3 separate regions of the Zea mays genome follow, and regions 1 and 3 are each linked to region 2. A link is a contact called in public Hi-C data. All regions are on one chromosome and are shown on one strand. The core of a region is the stretch at or near the end of the contact, and the rest is flanking DNA. Distances in the headings are between cores, read along the strand shown.

Evidence for each region. Hi-C and Micro-C count contacts between places; a contact is called where the count stands out from the background.
Region 1: a Hi-C map of ear shows a contact between it and region 2, with 2.6 times the contacts expected there. The contact joins the promoter of LOC100272402 here to the promoter of LOC100276791 in region 2. A contact is called at or near these places in 3 of 25 Hi-C or Micro-C datasets (ear, leaf and tassel).
Region 3: a contact with region 2 is called in a Hi-C map of leaf, with 7 times the contacts expected there. The contact joins the promoter of LOC100277582 here to the promoter of LOC100276791 in region 2. A contact is called at or near these places in 3 of 25 Hi-C or Micro-C datasets (endosperm, leaf and tassel).

Annotation. Positions count from the first base shown.
Region 1 is chr4:222,231,774-222,235,688 of Zm-B73-REFERENCE-NAM-5.0, reverse strand. It overlaps LOC100272402 (Proline--tRNA ligase cytoplasmic), which reads right to left and starts at 1,559. Exons shown (of 12, transcript NM_001359614.1): 1 at 1,415-1,559; 2 at 1,249-1,331; 3 at 613-705; 4 at 222-338. The coding sequence starts at 1,454.
Region 2 is chr4:221,907,750-221,911,406 of Zm-B73-REFERENCE-NAM-5.0, reverse strand. LOC100276791 reads left to right here and starts at 2,088. Exons shown (of 9, transcript NM_001150502.1): 1 at 2,088-2,698; 2 at 2,799-2,867; 3 at 3,017-3,099; 4 at 3,210-3,283; 5 at 3,413-3,468. The coding sequence starts at 2,318.
Region 3 is chr4:221,484,651-221,488,560 of Zm-B73-REFERENCE-NAM-5.0, reverse strand. It overlaps LOC100277582, which reads right to left and starts at 2,240. Exons shown (of 1, transcript NM_001151100.2): 1 at 413-2,240. The coding sequence starts at 2,001. The coding sequence ends at 739.

The sequences.
Region 1 (3,915 bases), core at 310-2,809, 320 kb before region 2:
ACCAGATCGCTAAAACAAAGGAAACATGTGTTATATTCAGATGATAATAAAGCAAAAAAAAACAGCTAGTTATGTGTAAGCCCAATTCCATGTAGTTTTCCTTACAGAGCTGCTTCCAAATTTAGTAACTCTTATAGTTGAGCAGACTGGAAGAATTGAATAGATATCCTAACTGTGCAAATCTGGAAACAGATATGTGAAGGGAAGAGTAAAAGGCACACCTCAGGTGCAAAGCCCTCAATGTGGTCCTTTTCCTTCTGTAGAACATTCTCAGTAACAAACAAAGGGAAATAATATGGTTTGAGCTTCAGCTTTTTAATTTCTGCATCAAAGAATTCCTGCACCAAATCACAAAACAGTTATCAAAATTATAGTATTGTCACTGTGCTTCGCAAATATGTATAGAAATAAACACAAAGGTTCCTGATGCTAAACATAGCTTCCTACATAATTCTGAGTCAGAACTTCTGTTTTGTATAAGCTGTGAAAAGTTCTACACCACACCAGACATCAGTCTCCAGATACAAGGGTGGCTATTATTTAGCACTGAGATAATTGCAATTCCAGAATTTGCAACAAAGGACACTTATTGTTTATAGTCCATAAACTTACTTTCAGTAGCTCCCAGATTTCCATCGCCCATGGCCTCAATATATAACAACCAGAAATGTCATAGTACTCAATCATTTCACTGTTAACAACAACCTGTAGGAACAAATAGCAATGTTATGAAATAGTCACATGAAAAGAAAGAGGTACAAAAAGCGATGACCAAATTTCGAGGAAAGATATTTTGTCATGTGTCAAAAGAGCAATAGAAGAATAGCAGTATGAATATGGTGCTTAATGGAATCACTGCACCTGAAACAATATAGAAAGCCAACTAATCCAGTTTCTCACAACTAGGGTGAGTTTGTAATTGTTGTGAGCCTTTGACGAATTTTGTAGCTTTTGCTGTGGGCTCTAAGTAGTTTGGGCAATAATTTAAGTAGGTCTAGAATAGGCAACTATAGTCTAGAAGTATGACAGTGTCTGTTCACAGACCAAATTTCTAAGCTACTGAAACAGTGATTTCTCCTAACCTCTCTTATGCCAATCCTATCAAAACCTACGAATTACATCCCTGCCGTAATGGCATAGAGCACATCCCACCACAGCACCGACATCAACCAAATTGGAACTAAATCAAATGAAGTCTAACAACATTAATCAAATCCGAACTAGTTGCCCTACTAACACTTAACCAACCTCGGAGTACCACTCCCCGAAGTTGTCGTCCTTCTTATAGGCCATCCCGAGCTTCGTCTCCTTCTTCACCTCCTTCTTCTTCCCTGCAATCCGCAACCAAACAAGTTCAGATGCAAACAAGCCCAACGGTGACGGTGGAAGACGACGGGGAAGGAGGTGATCGAACCTCCGCCGCCCTTGGCCGCGCTGCCCTTGTTGGTCGACATGGCTCACAGATTCGGTTCTCGGTCGCGCAGCTCTGCACCGGCCACCGGGGGTCCGAGAGGAGTGAGAGGATGAGGCGGCGCGAGCAAGGCGGGTGTCCCGCTAGGGTTTAGTGGCGGCGGGCGGAAGGGTGTGGGTGGGGTAGAGTAGCGGCCACTCCGAGTCAGAGTAGCGCGCAAGTTGCCAATGGGACAGGAAGGTGTAGGGATGGCAATGGGTCGCGTTTAGATCGGGTATAGTAAATATCTGCTCGCGACAATACTCGTGGGTATTACTCATATTCGTCCGCGACTATACGCGTGGGTAGGAATTTGTACCCGTGCTCGTATCCATCGGGTATCGGGCGGGTATCGGATACCCGCGGGTATAATTACACTTCACACAAATAAAACATAAGGTTGACAAATGACAAGGTAGAACAAAAAACAAGACATAATAAATCTGATTACTGTTACAGAAGCAAGCAATATATGAGTACATATCGTTTACACTTGAACCAGACTTCAAAGTATTCAATTTAACAAAACAGCAAAGGTTTGAGAACCTACCGAATCCACTTGTAGGCGCCATGGATGGTTTGAGAACCTGCCGGATCCACTTGCAGGGCGGCAAGGACTATGTAGATGGAGCCAGGGACGCAGCGCAGCTACGCAGGGGCACTCGCTCCTCGCTAGCGGTGGCGAGTGGCGGCGGAGATGGAGCCACGGACGCAGGGTCGCCGGTCGCAGGCTAGGGGCACTCCACGGCTCCAGGGACGCAGGTCCGCTCGCTAGCGTTGGCGGGTGGAGAATGGAGCCACGCAGGGTCGCAGGCAGGGCGCAGGCGGCACCGGCTCACCGGCACCACGGCAGTCGGACCTGGACGGCAGGGACGTCGGACGGACGCAGGGGCAGGGCGCTCGGTTTCTGTGTTTCTGCCTTTCTGGCGGAGTGGCGGGTGGCGGCTGCTTGTGGCTGGGCGGGCAGGCGGCTGACGGGCTGAGACAGAGAGAGACGTGTGATGGCGTGAGAGAGACAGAGAGGAGAGACCGAGAGACTAGGGTTCCTGGGTGAATACTGAATAGGGAATAAAAATGGACATTGGGTCGATTTCTAGACTCTGGTGGGCTGAAAACTGAGAATAATTCGGATATCCGCTAGGACCCGCGGGTGAAATATAAAACTCGTACCCGACCCGATTTTATCACGGGTCGGGTATGGGTGAGACCCGCGGGTTAATTTTCGTACCCGAACCCGCGGGTAAAATTACCATCCCTAGGAAGGTGGAGGCGACGAGGAACAGTGGAAAACCGAGTTGGGGGCTTTGGGCAGAGGCAGACTGGCAGGGACCGTCGAAGGTGGCCGACTGTGGGGTAGAAAATTGGATTTCTGCCGTTATGAAACTTAGGATTCGCTCAAATATCATTATAAAACACGTTTCGCTAAGAGACTATTATCAATCATATGCTTACAAAACAAAATGTCATTTATGGGGTTATTTGAAACATAAACTTCTTTTACTAAACTGTACGCTTGTGCCCCTGGCCATAATCGTCGTCGCTCATGGATCCAGTTCCAGCTACCAGGTTTTCTTCAGGCTCTGCTCTATGCGGTTGGGTTAGGGAAAGGAGCGATACCCACTGCTGCTGCAGTGAATTAGGTGCTGAAAGATGGTCTCGGGTACCTTAGCAAGATCATGTTGTCCAAATTCGGATGCTATTTTGATGTTAACCCTGTCGGCGTTTCGACTCCGGGGGGTCCCTGGACCGACGAGTAAATTGTCGTTGCGTGTCCCAGCCCAGATGGGTCGGCGCGAGACGGAACACAAAGGGGGAGAAATAGCAAGGGGAAACTGTGGCCTCGTGTTGTCCTGCGCCCAGGGCGGATGCGCTTGCAGTAGGGGGTTACAAGCGCTCGCATGGGAGAGGGAGAGAGAGAGCCTTGTGCGCCGGCCCGTTCTCCTGCGCGGCCAACCTTCTCGTACGAGAGCCCTGGACCTTCCTTTTATAGTCGTAAGGAGAGGGCCCAGGTGTAAAATGGGGGGTGTAGCAATGTGTTAACGTGTCTAGCAGAGAGGAGCCAGAGCCCTAAGTACGTGCCGTCGTGGCTGTCGGAGAGGTTTTGGCGCCCTGTTCATGTGATGTCGTGGCCGTCGGAGGAGCGCTTGAGCCCCGTGGAAGTACAGCTGTTGGGGCTGTCAGATCCTTGCTGACGTCTCCTTGCTTCCGTAAGGGGCTGAGAACCGCCATCGTCATGGAGCACGCGGGGTGCCATCATTACATGTTTTACCGGGGCGAGCCAGATGGGATGCCGGTCTTGTTCCCCGTAGCCTGAGCTAGCTAGGGGTAGGATAATGATGGCCCCCCTTGTGACGTGGTCGGTCCGAGCCCGGGGTCGGGCGAGGCGGAGGCTCCTCCGAGGTCGAGGCTGAGTCCGAGCCCTAGGGTCGGGCGAGGCGGAGATCGTCGTCCGAGGTCGACGCTGA
Region 2 (3,657 bases), core at 839-3,338:
AAGCCAACTCAGGCTACGGGGAACAAGACCGGCGTCCCATCTGGCTCGCCCCGGTAAACAGGTAATGATGGCGCCCCGCATGCTCCATGACGACGACGGCTCTCAGCCCTCTTACGGAAGCAAGGAGACGTCAGCAAGGACTCGACAGCCCCGACAGCTGTCCTTCCGCCAGGCTCCAGCGCTCCTCCGACGGCCACGACACCACACGAACCGGGTGCCAAAACCTCTCCGGCTGCCACGACGACATGTACTTAGGGCACTAGCTCTTCTCCGCTAGACACATTAGCACACTACTACACCTCCCATTGTACACCTGGATCCTCTCCTTACGCCTATAAAAGGAAGGTACATGGCCCTCTTATAGAGGGTTGGCCGCGCGGGGAAGGACGGGACGGCGCTCGCGTAAGACTCTCGCTCCCTTCCGCGTGGACACTTGTAACCCCCTACTGCAAGCGCACCCGACCTGGGCGCGGGACAAACACGAAGGCCGTGGGTTTCCCCTTTTACGCCTGTCTCCCTCCGGCTCCATTTTCCCCCTTCGCGCTCCGTCTCGCGCCGACCCATCTGGGCTGGGGCACGCGGCGACAATTTACTCGTCGGTCCAGGGACCCCCCGGGTTCGAAACGCCGACAGGAGGGATATCCCTTTACAAGTCGTGATGCCTATCTAACTCTATCCAAGTCTAACTCTGACGTCGCATGCGCTCTTGCTCATCCAGAGTTTGTTCGCCTCTTCTGAGTTATCTTCCGAGTATCTAGCTCTTCAGGTATGTGTGAACCGTGCGCGCGAAGTATCAATGATCCTTTTGTGGTTGGCGCGCACAGATAGTACCCTTGTGCCGTATTTTTCGAGATTATTCCCTGTTCCGTTCATCATCCTTCTTGGTCGACCTCGTTCTACCTGGCCACGATCCAATGGTACACTCTGTTAGGCTAACTGTCGGGGGCCCATCAAGCAACCCATGGAGCATATCCACGTTATGAGGACCTAGGGGATATTTATCTCCCACAACGACCAAGATCAAGGTTGACCTGGTCGAGGTGACCAGATCGACGTTGTCTTTCGTCCGAACCATGTATTATTGGCCATGCCTTTATCTTAGAGTAATCTTTTGGGTTGTCTTGAGATACTCTAATAGGAGTACACAATCACAAACATTTTTTTAACCTTGATCAAATATATATATATAAAACTATTAATACTTATATACATAATTAGTATAATTAAATAGATCCTTAAATCTATTCTCATAATAAACTTATTTAGGGATACAAATATTTCTAATATTATTTATAAATCTAGTTAAATTTGAAAAAAAGTTTGAGGAATACAAATTCTATAACAATAACTATTTTAGGAAAGGAGGTGTAAATGTTTTTATAAATATATCACAAAAGAAAATCATAACATCAAGGGTAAATTGAGGCACAAACACATTCACACTACAAGCACCTCTGCCCACGGTATCAGGATCTCCACCCAACTCACCGCCTTGGAACGCATGCAGTATCAGGCCCCGTTTCAATCTCACAGGATAAACTTTAGCTTCCTGCTAAACTTTAGCTATATGAGTTGAAGTGCTAAAGTTTAATTTCAATTACCACCATTAGCTCTCTTGTTTAGATTACAAATGGCTAAAAGTAGCTAAAAAAGCTGCTAAAGTTTATCTCACGAGATTGGAACAGGACCTCAATTCCATGTGCTACACACTTGTGCAATTATCAATTCCCCAAAAAAAAACCATCGTTTTCTCCGAGAGAAAAAGAAAACGATGACAATTCCGAGAAGGAAAAATAAATGCGGCGTAGGACCGGAGGAGAGCCCCCGCGGTTTCCGAGGCTATTTTCGTCACTCCCCGGAACGGAGTTAAAGACAGCGCATGGGACCAGGCGGCGGAAAGCGGCCACCGGCGCGGCGAGGCCCGAGACCGAGAGCATCGCAACGCGCAGCAGGCCCCCACACCCCGGGGGGCGGGGCACGCAAGAACGAACCAAACCAACCCACACCCACGGCACCAACACCACCCGAAGCTGATTGACGCTGAGCGCAGCCAAATCCAGCCAGCGATAGGAATATCGCCAAGAATTCTACCGTCTGCGTCTGCCCGTCTTCCTCTCTCTCTCTCTCTCCTCTCCCTCATTCTGGATCCACCGCCGCAGCCTTAGCTGGGTCCGTCGCTGTCGCTCCGCCTCCCGCTCGCTTGCCGGGCCCGACACGCCCGCCACCGCCTCCGCTTTGTCTCTCCGGCGATCCGACGCCCCACCCGGCGTCTGTGCAGAGCAGTCGTGAGGAGTTCTCTGTTGTGGGCTGCCCGGCGATGGACCGGGGCGAGCGTCTCGGCCGCGCGCTGGACGCCTTCGGGGGCAACCTGTGGGCGCTGGTTGACGCAGCGCTGGACGCGGCCGCTCGCGACCGCCCCGACGAGCTTCGCGCGCGCCGCGATAGCATCGTCGAGCGCCTCTACGCTGCCGCCGCGGGCTGTAGCAACTGCGCCGGGCGTCCGCCGTCTGTTGCCGCTTTAGCGGCCGCGGGGCTGGAGGAAGAGGACGGCGAGGAGGCGGCTCCGGCTTCTCCGTGGGCGGAGGCTGACGCGCAAGCCGGTGGCGCGGAGGCACAGACCGAGGTGCTCGGCGCCGGCGAGCCTGATCTCGAGAGCAAGATCGTGGCCATCAGGGACTTCTTGGAGGACCCTAATCAGGTCCCCAAAGAAGCCATTTTTACCAACTCGCAGCGCAAATTTGCTCCAAATGCGCGGTCGTTTTTCACGCAAACTGCACGCTTGTGGTGTTTTGTCACAGCCCGAGAACGAGCTGGTGAGCTTGCTGCAGAACCTGGCAGACATGGATGTTACCTACAACGCACTCCAGGTCAAGTTTTCTTTTGCCATTTTGTTCTTTCACTCTTGTTTGGCTTACCCAATGGGTGGACCAATCGGTTTTCTTGCTTGTTTGAGATGATCAGGAGCAACAACCATGTGAAGGGTAAAGTTTTGAAGCTTATGTTCGTGTTTCTGCAGGAGACTGACATCGGGCGGCAGGTTAATGGTCTGCGCAAGCATCCTTCGGCCGAGGTCAGGCGGCTGGTGAAGCAGCTCATCAGGTGATGAACATGGGCACGGACACTGTTGAACTAGACAGATGATTTTCGGTTTTGAATATGCTGTCTAATTATCCTCTTTTGTGGAACCTGGTGTTGCTTGCAACTTGAAGGAAGTGGAAGGAGATAGTGGACGACTGGGTGCGCCTGGACAATTCCGGCGGTGACGGCAGTGCCTCTGTTATGAGTATGTCACCGTGCAGAGTTTTTTAGCCTCTTCGCCTCAGGATTTTGAGAGCTTTTTTTATCCTGTTCTAGATAATCCTTACTGTCCCTGACACTCCTGATGTGTGGAAATCTTTTGCTTTGATGACAGCAGCTGATGGTGACTCCCCACATAAAATCCAAGGCAGAAGCCACCAAAGCCCTCGGGTAACCTTTCTTGCTTAGAGATTGCTCTGAATAAGTCCACCTCAATCTTTTTTTAGTGATTCCACTGTCTGTAGAAAGCTTCTTTCTTGTACAAGGCATCGTTCCTGGAATATTCCCTCCTATGTTATTCCCCTGTTAGTTTGCCAACCAATCACAGCTCTTAAAGGGGTGATTACTGATTGTCCATGC
Region 3 (3,910 bases), core at 991-3,490, 420 kb after region 2:
TTTTCAATGCCTTCAAAAATATCCTGCAACTTGGTTTTCCTTTTCCTCCACAGAGAAGGTTGCAGCATCTATTCTGAAATATGCTTGTAATCAGTTTATTTCATAATAATAGTTACATCCAGTTGCTCCCGTTCTTCATCTATTCACTTTGCAACTCATGAATCGATTTACCACAAAGGTCAATCAATTCAATTCATAATGCAGATGAGCAGTCCAAAATATGCCACATATTGCCCAATTGAGACCATTTAGAATACTCTGACCACCAAGGCTTTGTTGGTGTTATTGTGTCACAATTCGATCCGCCCGCATTTTTGCGACAATTGTTGTCCCATTTCTTTGCACAATGATATTGATGGAATGAAAAACCAAGGGAGTGTGCAAAGTTAAACTACAGTACATATTTACATTTTTTTTCCTGCTTGTTAGCATTGTCAATGATAGTCACATTCCCAAAGTGACACAAGTTGCTCGAGAATTAGCAGCGAACAGACGTGACACTAGCAAAAAAACACAACGATATACACCAAATGCAGCATCAAAACATGGGAATAAAGGAACCATCTTTACCTAAAGATGACACCTTCCCTCTCCCTTTTTCTGTAATCCTTTACACAAGGACACACATTTTATACTTACCACTAGCTGATCACAAGAGCGAGCGAAAAAAGATAGCTACCTAGCACCGCCACATTGGGAAATCTAAAGGCAAGATGATGATGATCATGTTGATTGAGCTCAATCGGCATTGGGCATCGGTGAATCGAGACCCTCCATTCGGCTGCGCACGATGCGGTGGAAGACCTCGCGGACCTGTCTCTCCAGCGGGTCCAGCCCGTCCTTCATGGCGGAGCAGGCGGCGGCGAGTTGGGCTGCAGCCTCCCGCACCTCGGCCTCCCGCTCGCCGGTGAGTGGGACCGGCGCGGCATCGATGGCCTCCGCGAGCCTCTGCGCGCACTTCTCCAGCGCGTGGATTTCCCTGAGCAGGCCGCACGAATTGCGGCGGTCCTTGCGCTTCCCCTCCTCGGCGAGGCGTTCCTGGAGCGCGAGGAGCGGCGGCGCCCAGGGGAACGCGGCGCGCGGCGGCGCGGCCGGCAGGTGGTGCGCCTGGAGCGCGGCGGCACGGTCCGGGCAGGGGACGGCGGCGACGAGCGCCCAGGCGGCGAGGTGGAGCAGGCAGCCCATGGCGTACGCCGGCGCGGCGAGGCTCCAGGAGGCCTCGCTGGCGCGCGGCGCGGCCAGGCCGGCCCCGATGGCCTGTAGCTGGCGCGCCGCGGACCAGGTGCGGGACACGCTCCACGAGAGCGAGCGGAAGTGCGCGGAGGGCGACGAGGACGACGACGAGGAGGAGGAGGCGCGGGACGGCGACGCCCGCGCGCGGCCGAAGGAGCGGTTGCGGTGGGACGCGAGGATCGAGGCGAGCCCGCCGGCGGGCCCCGTGGCGGCGGCGGCTGCGGCGTCGTCGATGAGGAGCACGGAGAGGTCCGAGAGCGCCTTCCGCGCGCGACGGAGCTGGCCCTCGTGGATCTGGCCGTCGGCGGGCGCCAGCAGCGCGGACGCCGCGATGCCCGCGAGGCGCTCCCAGCGGCGCGCCTGGTCGACGCCGTCGCGCGCCGCGTTGCAGACGTCGAGGGCCTTGACGGCGCGGTCGCCGAACTCGGCCACCAGCCTCTCGCCGGCGGGGGGAGTGGCCCCGGCGCGGCGGCGGCGCGCCTCGGCCACCGCCACCCGGAACTCCTCCTGGCAGAGCAGGAACGCCTCCAGCAGGCGCCGGATCCACGCGATGGACATGAACTCCTCCTCCCCAGCAGCGCCGGGGCCGCTCAGGTCCGCGAGGTGCGCGGCGACGTGGGCGTGGAACTCCTCGAGCTCCGGGTCGACGCCGGGCGGCGGCATCGCAGCCGCCGCGGACGCGGACGCCGGGGCGTCGCGGCGGAGGGAGAGGAGGGTGCGGCCGAAGGAGGAGAACGGGGAGGAGCCCTGGAGGTCCGTGGCCGGCATGGTCTCGGGCGGCGGCGGACGGATCAAAGCGCGGATCTTGGAAAGGGAACGGCCTGCAGTGGGGGCGGGGTCGAGGGGTTTTGGCTCAGTGGGTCCGCGGGCACATGGCGGCTCAGCTGCAGCTCAGGCTCAGCTCAACTGGAGGAGGCGTTTTTCCGGTGAGATTGCGTGGGGGTTGCGGCGCCGTTGGTGGTGGTGGATGAGTGAATGGTGATGGGGAGGGTGGCGTGGTGGGTACGTATATAAGTGGGGGATAGCGCGATCAGTGAGGGGAGATTAGTTTATTGGTTTGGGAAGGTTGGGGAAGAAAGGGTCCGAAGCTGTCATCGTCAGGGCTAATCATGGCGGTTGGAGTAGTATTATTTTTGTGGGCGCAAATATTCCTCTGGTTTCGGAATGTTTCCGGTTTTTGTTTAGAATTTCTTTTTTTTTTGTTTGGAGGTCTTGCTATGGCCGCTGCTCACGACTCCTTGTGTGGATCTACTATATGGTGTAGCAGTATACTCGCTGTATTTTCATGAATGAAACTTGAAGCACTATTTGACATTTGTTTCTTTAACCGTGCAGAGAGCTAGAGATGGAGACGGCAGAGTGATTAATAAGCGCTAAGTAAATGCGCCCTCCCTGCGACCTTTAACCACAAGCCCAGAAGCGTGAGGACGAGACTATTGGGCGCAGTGGCAAGCAGCAGGCCGCGATCACATCGTGCCGTGCAGCTCGTGCTTGCAGACGGAGCATTATTCTACTCGTTTGCTTCTTCTTTGATATAAAAGATAAAGTGTTGGTTTTAGTTTAAACTATCTGAAGTGACGGGATCGCTATGGACGGTGGAGACCACCAATCCGACTAGTCTAAAAATCCTCCGCACGGCCAGGTCTGGTCAGGGTTCAGCGATCAACAGGACGAGGGAGAGGATTTGGAATTGTGGATAGGATTAGTAAAAGAAACCGAGTTGTTTGTGTCGTCGAGGAGGTAGCAACCAGCAACCAGCACTGTGACCGCGGCGGACGCGGTCCGCGTGGGTAGCCGAGCACACGCGCACGCGACGCGGGGGGCGGGCGAGCGAGCGAGAGAGGTTACGGCGCTGCCCCTCGCCTGGTGCCGGGGCGTCGGCGGCCGACCCGGGGTAGTTTCGGGAGCCGGCGGCAGGGGAGTGGGCGAGAGACCCGGGCCGGAGTGGGGCACGCGTCCACGGACACGGACACGGACACGGCTGTGTCTGGTCTGCTGGTCGCCGTTACTCGTGATTGATCCGGTGGGGCCGGGCACTGCTAGGAAGCGAGCAGGGAGGAGGGAGTTCAAGCACAGCACTGAAATGGGGCTACACAGGTGTGGAGAGCTCAATATGGTTCAGTATTGTCTAGGCAATATCTTGAACCGGCCTAAATAGAGATTAGGTTATCACTCATCCGTCTCAGGCTCTCAGCGACCGAGCGTCATCTGCCCGCAAGCGCCATCCGCGCAGTCCGCAGCCGCATCCCCGCAGTTCACTACACAGTACTCCGCTCTTCACTGCCTCGGCGTCCAGCGCGGCAGCGCTCTTGCCGACCTGCCATCTGTCCGTCGTCGGCGCACAGCACAGGCAAAGCCGCAAAGGCAAAGCCTAAAAGCCAGCCGCACAGCGCCGCGCCACCGCAGTGCGCTCCGGCGCTCCGCGCTGCAGGCTTGCAGGTTGCAGCCTATAGCAGCTCGGTCCTCGATGCTCGCCTGCGGGCTGGGTGAATGGGCGCTGCTCTGGCCTCTGGTCGCGGTCCCTGCGTGCTCCACTGCTCGCTCCACAGAATATGGCAAAGAATATGGCCCAAAAAAGTATCTCTCTAATTCTCTATATTATGTGAACACTCCACTGTTGTAATGTCTTCTATTTATCTAATACATGTTATATGCTTCGTAAAATGACAGATTTAAA